Linked DNA regions of Mus musculus: all the other regions are linked to region 3. Evidence: chromatin contacts called from public HiCAR-type and HiChIP or PLAC-seq data. All regions are on one chromosome and are shown on one strand. Each heading gives the region's core, a stretch centred on a gene start, on an enhancer-like site or on the middle of the called end of the contact. The rest is flanking DNA. Distances are from core to core; before and after follow the strand shown. Region 1 overlaps Tmprss3 (transmembrane protease, serine 3). Region 2 has its middle 32 kb from the start of Rsph1. Region 3 has its middle 24 kb from the start of Abcg1.

Evidence for each region. HiCAR-type assays count read pairs that join an accessible place to other places. HiChIP or PLAC-seq counts read pairs in DNA pulled down with a chosen protein or histone mark.
Region 1: a HiCAR-type map of embryonic stem cells shows a contact between it and region 3, with 2.8 times the contacts expected there. The contact joins two enhancer-like sites. A contact is called at or near these places in 3 of 39 promoter capture datasets (embryonic stem cells, liver and macrophages), 10 of 484 Hi-C or Micro-C datasets (the 3T3-L1 cell line, CD4 T cells, ECoMG myeloid progenitors and 6 more), 5 of 115 datasets of contacts at active chromatin or transcription factors (the HPC-7 cell line, embryonic stem cells and large pre-B cells) and 2 of 9 other capture datasets (embryonic stem cells and pancreatic islet).
Region 2: a contact with region 3 is called in an H3K4me3 HiChIP or PLAC-seq map of stem cell-derived neural progenitor cells, with 21 read pairs. The contact joins two enhancer-like sites. A contact is called at or near these places in 2 of 484 Hi-C or Micro-C datasets (olfactory sensory neurons and stem cell-derived neural stem cells), 5 of 115 datasets of contacts at active chromatin or transcription factors (embryonic stem cells, large pre-B cells and stem cell-derived neural progenitor cells) and 4 of 9 other capture datasets (adipose tissue, embryonic stem cells, liver and 1 more).

What each region holds. Positions count from the first base shown.
Region 1 is chr17:31,186,152-31,189,037 of GRCm38.p6, reverse strand. Tmprss3 (transmembrane protease, serine 3) reads left to right here. Exons shown (of 12, transcript NM_080727.2): 8 at 569-738; 9 at 2,440-2,535. Among named protein-coding and RNA genes, the nearest start is that of Tmprss3, 10 kb to the left of the region's middle. Within about 2 kb of position 1,452, at least 12 of the 459 cell types and tissues checked have an H3K27ac peak or open chromatin away from gene starts, as enhancers often do. A contact at or near this core is called in the HPC-7 cell line, where this site is marked.
Region 2 is chr17:31,244,169-31,246,868 of GRCm38.p6, reverse strand. It overlaps a transcript of Ubash3a not described here. Among named protein-coding and RNA genes, the nearest start is that of Rsph1, 32 kb to the left of the region's middle. Within about 2 kb of position 1,323, at least 17 of the 459 cell types and tissues checked have an H3K27ac peak or open chromatin away from gene starts, as enhancers often do.
Region 3 is chr17:31,032,420-31,035,119 of GRCm38.p6, reverse strand. No RefSeq gene overlaps it. Among named protein-coding and RNA genes, the nearest start is that of Abcg1, 24 kb to the left of the region's middle. Within about 2 kb of position 1,414, at least 52 of the 459 cell types and tissues checked have an H3K27ac peak or open chromatin away from gene starts, as enhancers often do. A contact at or near this core is called in the HPC-7 cell line, where this site is marked.

The sequences.
Region 1 (2,886 bases), core at 203-2,702, 150 kb before region 3:
GCAAGCCATGTGCCTTACAGTGGATCTGTCTCTGCGTCTGAGAGTGACGTGAGCTGAGCTGGCACAGGGAAGGTAGAAAAGGGAGGAGGGAGCTCAAGGCAGAATGAGACCCATTGAAATAAGGGTCCTAGGTCCTCCCGTCGCTCACTACTCCTCATCCATGGTATGACACAGCAGGATACCCTGGGTGGAAGTGCAGGGTATCCAGAGAACACTGAGCCCCCTTGAAGCTGTGTCTGCCAGGCGTTTAGTAGTCCCAGAAACACCTTAGTGGCGGATTCTCTTTTTATCTCCTGGTTTGGTTACTGTCCAATGGAGAAGAGCCTCTCTGCAGAGAGCAAAGCTTAGCCCAGATCTCAAATGCGTATCTCTGGGGTGTCATGGAAAGAATGACCTGTCTGGGGGTATACACGAGTGTGGTCTGTGTGGGGCACAGATGTGTAGGGTATTGGGCCATCTCCCACCTGGAGATCCCACATCTCTCACCATTTCCCTGGGCTCTTGGGACACCAGAGTTCAACAGGGCTGGGTCTCTCCTGAGATTCACCTCTCTGTTTGTGCATTTCAGCCTGTACCACCCCAAGTCCTGGACTGTCCAGGTGGGTCTTGTGTCCCTGATGGACAGTCCTGTGCCCTCCCATCTGGTGGAGAAAATCATCTATCACAGCAAGTACAAGCCAAAGCGGCTGGGCAATGACATAGCCCTCATGAAGCTGTCCGAGCCACTCACCTTTGACGGTACAAACGTTTAGGCCTCTGCCCTGCACTTGCTTTTAGCTTGTTTCAAGAGCTTGCCTGTCGAGGCACTGTTATACTGTCTGCTTTACTATCCTTGCATGGAAATTCCAAAATCTGATTCAGCTAGGTGTTGATGTAGGTGCATAGCATTTGCTCGTTAAAGGTGTGTGTTCGAGAGCACACATGTGCACATGCATGTGCATGCACAAATGTATGCATGCACATAGGGGGCCAGAAAGTCATTCTTGAATGTTGTTCCTTTGGAAGCAGCACCTTGCTTTTTTGGGGGATTCAGTCTCTTATTGATCTAGACTTGCCTAATAGACTGACTGACCAAGAAGCCCCAGGGACCCTTCTGTCTCTGTCTCTGCCTCCTCAGTACTGGGTAACACCCTCAATGCCACTACAGCTGCCTTTTTACATGGGTGGCCCAGATCAAACTCAGCAGTTCATGATTGTGCAGCAAGCACTTAGCCAGCACAGCTACCTTCCCAGCCCGAATTAGGTGTTTTCAGTGTGAGCATGTTAGGAGACGGAGCCCTTGCTTAAGATTTCAGCCTGTTACGTTTTTTAGACTTAGGTTGTCGACCTTGGCTGTCCCTCTAGTGCCAATTCAACCTCACAGCCTTCCAGTTCTGCTCTGTTCTCTCTGCCCTGTGCCAGCTGCAGATGGCTACCTGATGCCTCTAGGTGGCAGAAGAGAGCCGCCTGTCCTCAGGGACCCAGAGCACTTTGCTGTCCTGGTTTTTGCTGCTTGCAGCCTCTCCAGTGGAAGGAGCAGAGTCCCAGGCTGGGGCAGCTTGAGGGCTTGCAAAGAGCCTCTCTCTTCCATCTGGAAGGTTCTAGGTAGCCCAGCTAGAACTCTCAAAACTCACAAAGCACAAAGCAGGAGGAATGTTGGCTTCAGTAAAAGTCCTGACCATCCCAGGATAAGCACTCTGGAGGGCAGGCAGGGCCATTTCCAAGGTAGACTCCTATTCTCGGCAGCAAACCTGTGTGATTTCAAGGGCAACAGAAAAGCTGCTTAAGTGGGGGGTGGGGGTTACTTGCTAATTATTGTTGGTGATATTTGATTCTAGAAAGGGAGTTGTCTGTAGCATACTTGGCTAAAGAGTTAAATAGTTAAATATGTCTCTATCCTTCTCCACTTTTCCATGATTACCATGCAGGATGGGGAGGAGGGGGTGCATCTCAGGTGCTGCTCACACAGAAGCCCTGGGCACATGCAGCTGCTTGGCTTTGCTAGAGCATCAGCGGCATAGCCTAGATGCAGGCCGGCTGTCACCACTAACACTTAACGTCTGGTCCAGGAGTGATCAACTGTGGCCCAAGGGCCAGCCACGTGTGACCCAATGCACATTTGAGCGAGTAAAATCTTGTCATAAATCCATCAGCCCCTTTGTGTATGTCTCCTGCGGTTCCAGCAACCGTGATGAGGTCCACATAGCTCACAAGCCTGAACTGTCTTCTATCCAACTGTCCAGCCTTTTACAGACAGGCTTGGCTGCTGGGCTCTGGACTCCTGCCACAGTTTAGGGCTACATCTGGGAGATGAGTGGGCGTGGCTTCTGCTCTGAGCTAGCTCCATAACCAAGGCCCAACCACTTCCTAGAGGGTGGGTTTAGAGACCTGAACACGAGGTCAGTTGATTTCTGGGGCAGTGGCTTCAGGAACTTCACCTCATTGTGCCCCTTCTAACAGAGACCATCCAGCCCATCTGTCTGCCCAACTCTGAAGAGAACTTTCCCGATGGGAAACTGTGCTGGACCTCAGGATGGGGAGCCACAGAGGATGGAGGTCAGTGGTCTGAAGCCTGAGACAGGGAGGGCCCCTCGGGATGCTTGGATGTCCCAGCTCAGGGTTGGGGCAGGCCAACTGTTCACAACAGCCATCTGCTGAATAGCCGTGGGTCACCATGGTGCCACTCCTCTTTGGACAGTGTGACGTTTTGAGGTTTCATGAAGAAATGAGCTATAGTGGAGAAGTGTGGGTACTTCTCCATGGTGAGGCCTCCACCCAACCCTCCTTCCTGCCCCTTCTTACTCTACTGAAGCAAGTGTCTGAAGCACACCTTGATGAGCCTCAAGCTTGTACCAAGCAGTACAAGATGACGAAGTCTTGTCTGAGAACTGGCATGGTGTGTTATTT
Region 2 (2,700 bases), core at 74-2,573, 210 kb before region 3:
TTCGAACCACCACAATGTGTCTGTGTTCCTAACTACAGCAAGGAACATACCTCATTTTCTTTGCTTTATCCCTTTCTGCAGAACATTGATGTGGGTTTTTCTTTATGGCTTTTTCTTTCTTTCTTTTTTTCTCAGTTTGTGGCAATCTTACAACAGGCAAATCCATTGAAATCTACTCACACCATTTTCCCAATAGCTATGATGGTTGTTACCGGTTTCCTTTTCAGATATATATATATATATATATATATATATATATATATATACACACACACACACACAAAATACATATATATGCTCGTTTGTTTTTCGAGACAGGGTTTCTCTGTGTAGCCCTGGCTGGCCTGGAACTCACTCTGTAGACCAGACTGGCCTCAAACTCAGAAATCCGCCTGCCTCTGCCTCCCGAGTGCTGGGATTAAAGGTGTGTGCCACCACTGCCCGGCTTCAGCAATATTTTAAATTAAGGTCTATACATTGTATTTTAAAACATTTCCCTATCACATACTTATCAGAGAGCAGTGTGGTGTAACTTGTATGCTCACCGGGAGACCAGAGATTTTATGGGGTTCACTTTATTGCAGCATTTGCTTTACGGCAGAGTGGACCTGTAATAGCATGAGGTGTGCCTGTGGATTTCAGGGCCTTGCATCTTCAGAAGCTGCCATCTTCCATTGACTGTTGTCCATCTCAGTAATTTGCCCGTGTTTTGGGGCTAGGTTCCAATTATTCACAGTGGGAAGACAGCCCCATGCCTTGAATGTGGGACCTGATTTTACCTAATATTCTTTTCTTTTCTTTTCTTTTCTTTTCTTTTTTCTTTTTTTTTTTTTTTTACTTTCAGTCTCCAATATAATGGGTTCCTTCATGACATTTTCATTTCGTTTCATTATATTCCTCCAGGAAACCAGAGTTCACAAAAACCATTCTTGGACTCTGTGTCTTTTCAGGAGTCATTTCTGAATGTCTCTTATTTTTTCTTTCTTTCTTTCTTTCTTTTTTTTAAATACCCTGAATTTCTGACTCCAACAAAATTGCTATTTTACATTTTTGTTAATATGATTTTCTTGCATTTCAGGATATAGAAAATCTATTTTAGTCAATTTTCTCAAATCCCAGGTAGTGATAGCCTTCTCCCTCCAGGGAGTTGATGCTGTGAACTGGCATTTGGTTAGTCATGCTAGACTTGGCACACCTGTCCATGGGGCTACGAGGCATTCTAGAAAGCTCTGGGTAATCCAGCTGCCCCATGAAGGGTAACGGAACTGTTACTGCAGCTGGAGAAGACAGTTCCATCCCTGGGTGGGCTGATCACCACTCAACAGCCCACAGAGTGTGGTGAGGGCCAGGCTCTGGGCCTCTGAGCTTGACTCAGAGATATCTGACGTTGACAGGTCTATTCTTAGTGATCGTAGAAGACCATTTGGTCAGATACAACCACTTCCTGTTCTCAGAATAACCTTTGCTCCAGTCGGGAGCCCTCCAAGTTTCCCTGACTCCAGTGTCTGTTCTGTACCCTCAGTAATGGTTCCCTGGTGTTCCCTGTGGATTGGCTTCTGGATCCTTGTACAAACCGAGATCTTAGGATGCACAAAACCTTTACAAAGAATGAAGTCATCTTTGCTTACACCTGGCGTGTATCCTCCATGCAGTGCAGATCGTATGCACGATATGTAGACAGGTCTGGCCATTGGCACTTCATATGGAGCTGTATAGCCTGCCTAGTGTTCAACTCCTGGGTGGGAGACTTTGAGTGCTCTTGCATGCACTGGCATACAATGTACATGGACTAGATGCTTGATTCAAAGGAAATTCTCCATGGAGGTACCACCCAGCCTGCTTCCTCCTGAGCCCTCTCTCCTTGACTTGTAGAAGGTGTCTTCTTTTTTTTTTTTTTAAGATTTATTTATTTATTATATGTACACTGTAGCTGTCTTCAGACGCACCAGAAGAGGGCATTAGATCTCATTACGGTGGTTGTGAGCCACCATGTGGTTGCTGGGATTTGAACTTCAGACCTTCGGAAGAGCAGTCGGTGCTCTTACCCACTGAGCCATCTCACCAGCCCAGAAGGTGTCTTCTGATATGTCGTCACAGGCTTGCTTCTCGGTATGTGTGTCTCAGTCAGTGTTCTATTGCTGTAAAGGGGACACCATGATCATGGCAGCTTTTTAAAAAAGAAAGCATTCAATTGGGACTTGCTTACAGTTGCAGAGTTTAGTCTGTTATCCTCAAGGCAGGAAGCATGGTGACACACGGCAGACATGGTGCTGGAGCATTCTACCTCTGGATCTGAAGGCAGTAGGAAGAGAGAAAGCCACTGGGCCTGGCTTCAGCTTCTGAAAGCCTAAAGCCCATACACAGGGTCACACCTACTCCAACCAGGCCACACCTCCTAATCCCTCCGGTCCCAGATGACCAAGCTTTCAAATATATGAAGCTATGAGGACCCTTTTTTGGTTTTTTCGAGACAGGGTTTCTCTGTGTAGCCCTGGCTGTCCTGGAACTTACTTTGTAGACCAGGCTGGCCTCGAGCTCAGAAATCTGCCTGCCTCTGCCTCCTGAGTGCTGGGATTAAAGGTGTGCACTACCACGCTGGCTCCAGGTACCTTTTTTCAAGGTCCTGACTCCAGGCCAACAAAGATGGCTCAGAAGATAAAGATGCTTGGTGCTCAAGGCTGGCCTCCTGACTTCAGCATC
Region 3 (2,700 bases), core at 165-2,664:
ATCTATCCATCTATCTACTTCTTTATTTTAGAGTTTCCTGTATCCCAAGAGAGCTTGAGGCCAGCTATGTAGCTGAAGGTAACTCTGAACTCCTGTCTCTCCCGCCCCCACATCCTGAGTGCTGGGATTCAGGCCAGCACACCCAGTTTTATAGGGTAGTGAAGATGGAGCCAAGGGCTTAGTGCTCACCAGGCAAGCACCTTCTCTGAACAGAGGCACATTCCTAGGCCACAGTTCTGGTGTCCTTTAAAAGCGCTCCTCACTTGCAGCTCCCCCTTACAACACTGAGTGTTTCAACAGGAGCTTCCCTGTAAGTAGTCTTTGGGGTGTTGAGAGATGCTTCAAATACTCAAAGATAGTGGGAGCCCTGGGGATTTCAGTACTCAGGATGCCCCGCTATGAATGGTTCCTTAGTAGCCTCTGCTCAGCATTGACAGGGAAGACAATCTAATATCGTCTACCAGCCTGTGACGGGCTCTCTGAAGAGCTGAGTGTGCAAAGTGCTGAACTCAGCTAGGAAGATGAGCTCCTGACTTTGCAGATGTCGTCTTGGCACTGAAACCCACTTTCATGCTTTCGTATTTTAAAGGAACCTTTAAGTCACTTCACTGAGCTCAACACATGTGAGAGAATGTCATACGGGGCATGTGTCTGAAGGAAGGAGGGACAGGTGGTTCCAAGATGGGAGATAGAAGAGGAGAACGCCCTCCCTAACCTTTCCTGCCAGCCTTATCTGACCTCCCCTTGGAAGTTCTCAGGGGCAGCCACAGCCTCAGCTGTGCAGGGGAAGATACTCGTTATCCGGGAGCCCCTTCTAAGCACCAGCTGCTGGTTGGCACAATGGAGGTCATGTGATCTCAAGCTGAGAACACTGGTTTCTCATTTGGCCTTATCACTCTGGCTCCTGGCAGCCTTTCTCTTCCCATGGAGGAGAAACAGTCACCCTCTGGGGCTCTTTCTACCCACAAAATCCAGGGCAGGCCCTGGCTGATTTGACAGTGAGCAGCAGTGGGGAGGGGGCGGTGCAGGGGTGGGGGAGGTGGGGGCGCTGACCTCCCCAGAAGGCCAACCTTTGCTTTCTCTGGCCCTAGGAGAATATGAATACAGATCTCAGTTTACTCTCCTCCTAAGTAGGGGATGCTTGTTAACTGTTTCCACCTCTGAAAACCTCCTTACCCCACACTGGGCCGTCCCTGTGTTTGCTGAACAGCCCAAATTGTTAGAGCTCAATCCCTGCTCTGTTTTGCCAGGACTGGAGCAGTCCCTGGGATGCTACAATTGTAGCAGTAAAGCCATGCAAGGTGTCTGTTGCATCATTCTTATTTCACAGAGAAGACAGCCAGGGGCCCACAGCTTGTCAGAGCATGGGGTGATGAGGCAGCCAGATCCTGGGCGCCAGCTCTCTTAGCCACTCCACAATGGGCCTCCTTTTTCTTAGATATAAAAATGCTGACACGTCGAGGTGTTTTTCTTAGCAGTCTAGACTCAAGCTGCTTCAAGTACATCCTGAAGACACTGGTGCACATGTGAATAAGCTATGTCTACAGCCCACCAGAGGGGCACTTTTCTCCTCCGGGGCCTGGGCTCCAGCAGCCATAGTCTCTACAGGCCCATTCTCTTCCTTGTTCTGCCTCCTACATATACAGCTCCACCAGGTGCCTGACCCTCCCCTGCTCAGGCCCCAGGACCTCCCGAACCTGATTCCTGTTCCCCACAAAGCAGCTTCCAACCCTGGGAGGCTAACACCTGCTCAGTCACCCAATGGGGATAACAAAGGTTGAGTTGTTCAGAACACAAAAGAAAGAGGAAACTCCCTTAGTCCTGAGCTGCATGCCACCTGCATAACAGGAAACTAAAATTGAAGTAAAAACAAGGCTTTTTTCCTTTCTTTTTAATAAAATGACATGTAACAATTGTAAATATTTATGGGGCCAAAGATGCAACTTTGATGTATGCAAAATCCATATTTAAGATTTATTTATTTATTTATTTATTTATTTTATACGAGTACACTGTCACTCTCTTCAGACACACCAGAAGAGGGCATCCGATCCCATTACAGATGGCTGTGAGCCACCATGTGGTTGCTGGGAATTGAACCCAGGACCTCTGGAAGAGCAGTCAGTGCTCTTAACCGCCAAGCCATCTCTCCAGCCAAAATTCATATTTAGATCAAATCAGAGGTTTGTGGCTGTAGCTTGGTGCTTGAGGCACACATCCTGTGTCCAGCATCAAACAACAAAACCAAAAGCGAAGGATGGAGTGCGTTAATTAGCATATCTGTGGCCTCAACATCCGTCCTTTCCTGGTGGCAAGGCTAGAATTAATGATTTTCAAATATGTTGTATCAGTGATGAGTTCAGCAAGCTGCCAGGCAGGGGCTTCTGGAACTTGTCCCTCTTCTCTCTTGTCTCTTAATTTCCCAAGTACATGCATAGAGCAAACCAATTTGGTGAGTGCGGTGGCTAGTGTGAATCGTCTACTTGATCAATCTAGAATCACCCAGGACACAGAGCTCTGGGCACGTCTGTTTACCTTGATTATATTCATTGAAGTAGGAAAGCCTGCCAGCTATGGGTGGTGCCATTCCCTGGCTAGGATCCCAGACTACATGAATGAAGAGAGAGACCTGAAGAGCAGTAGGCATTCACCTCTCTACTCTGACTGTGGATGTGTTGTGATCAGATGCTTCAAGCTCTT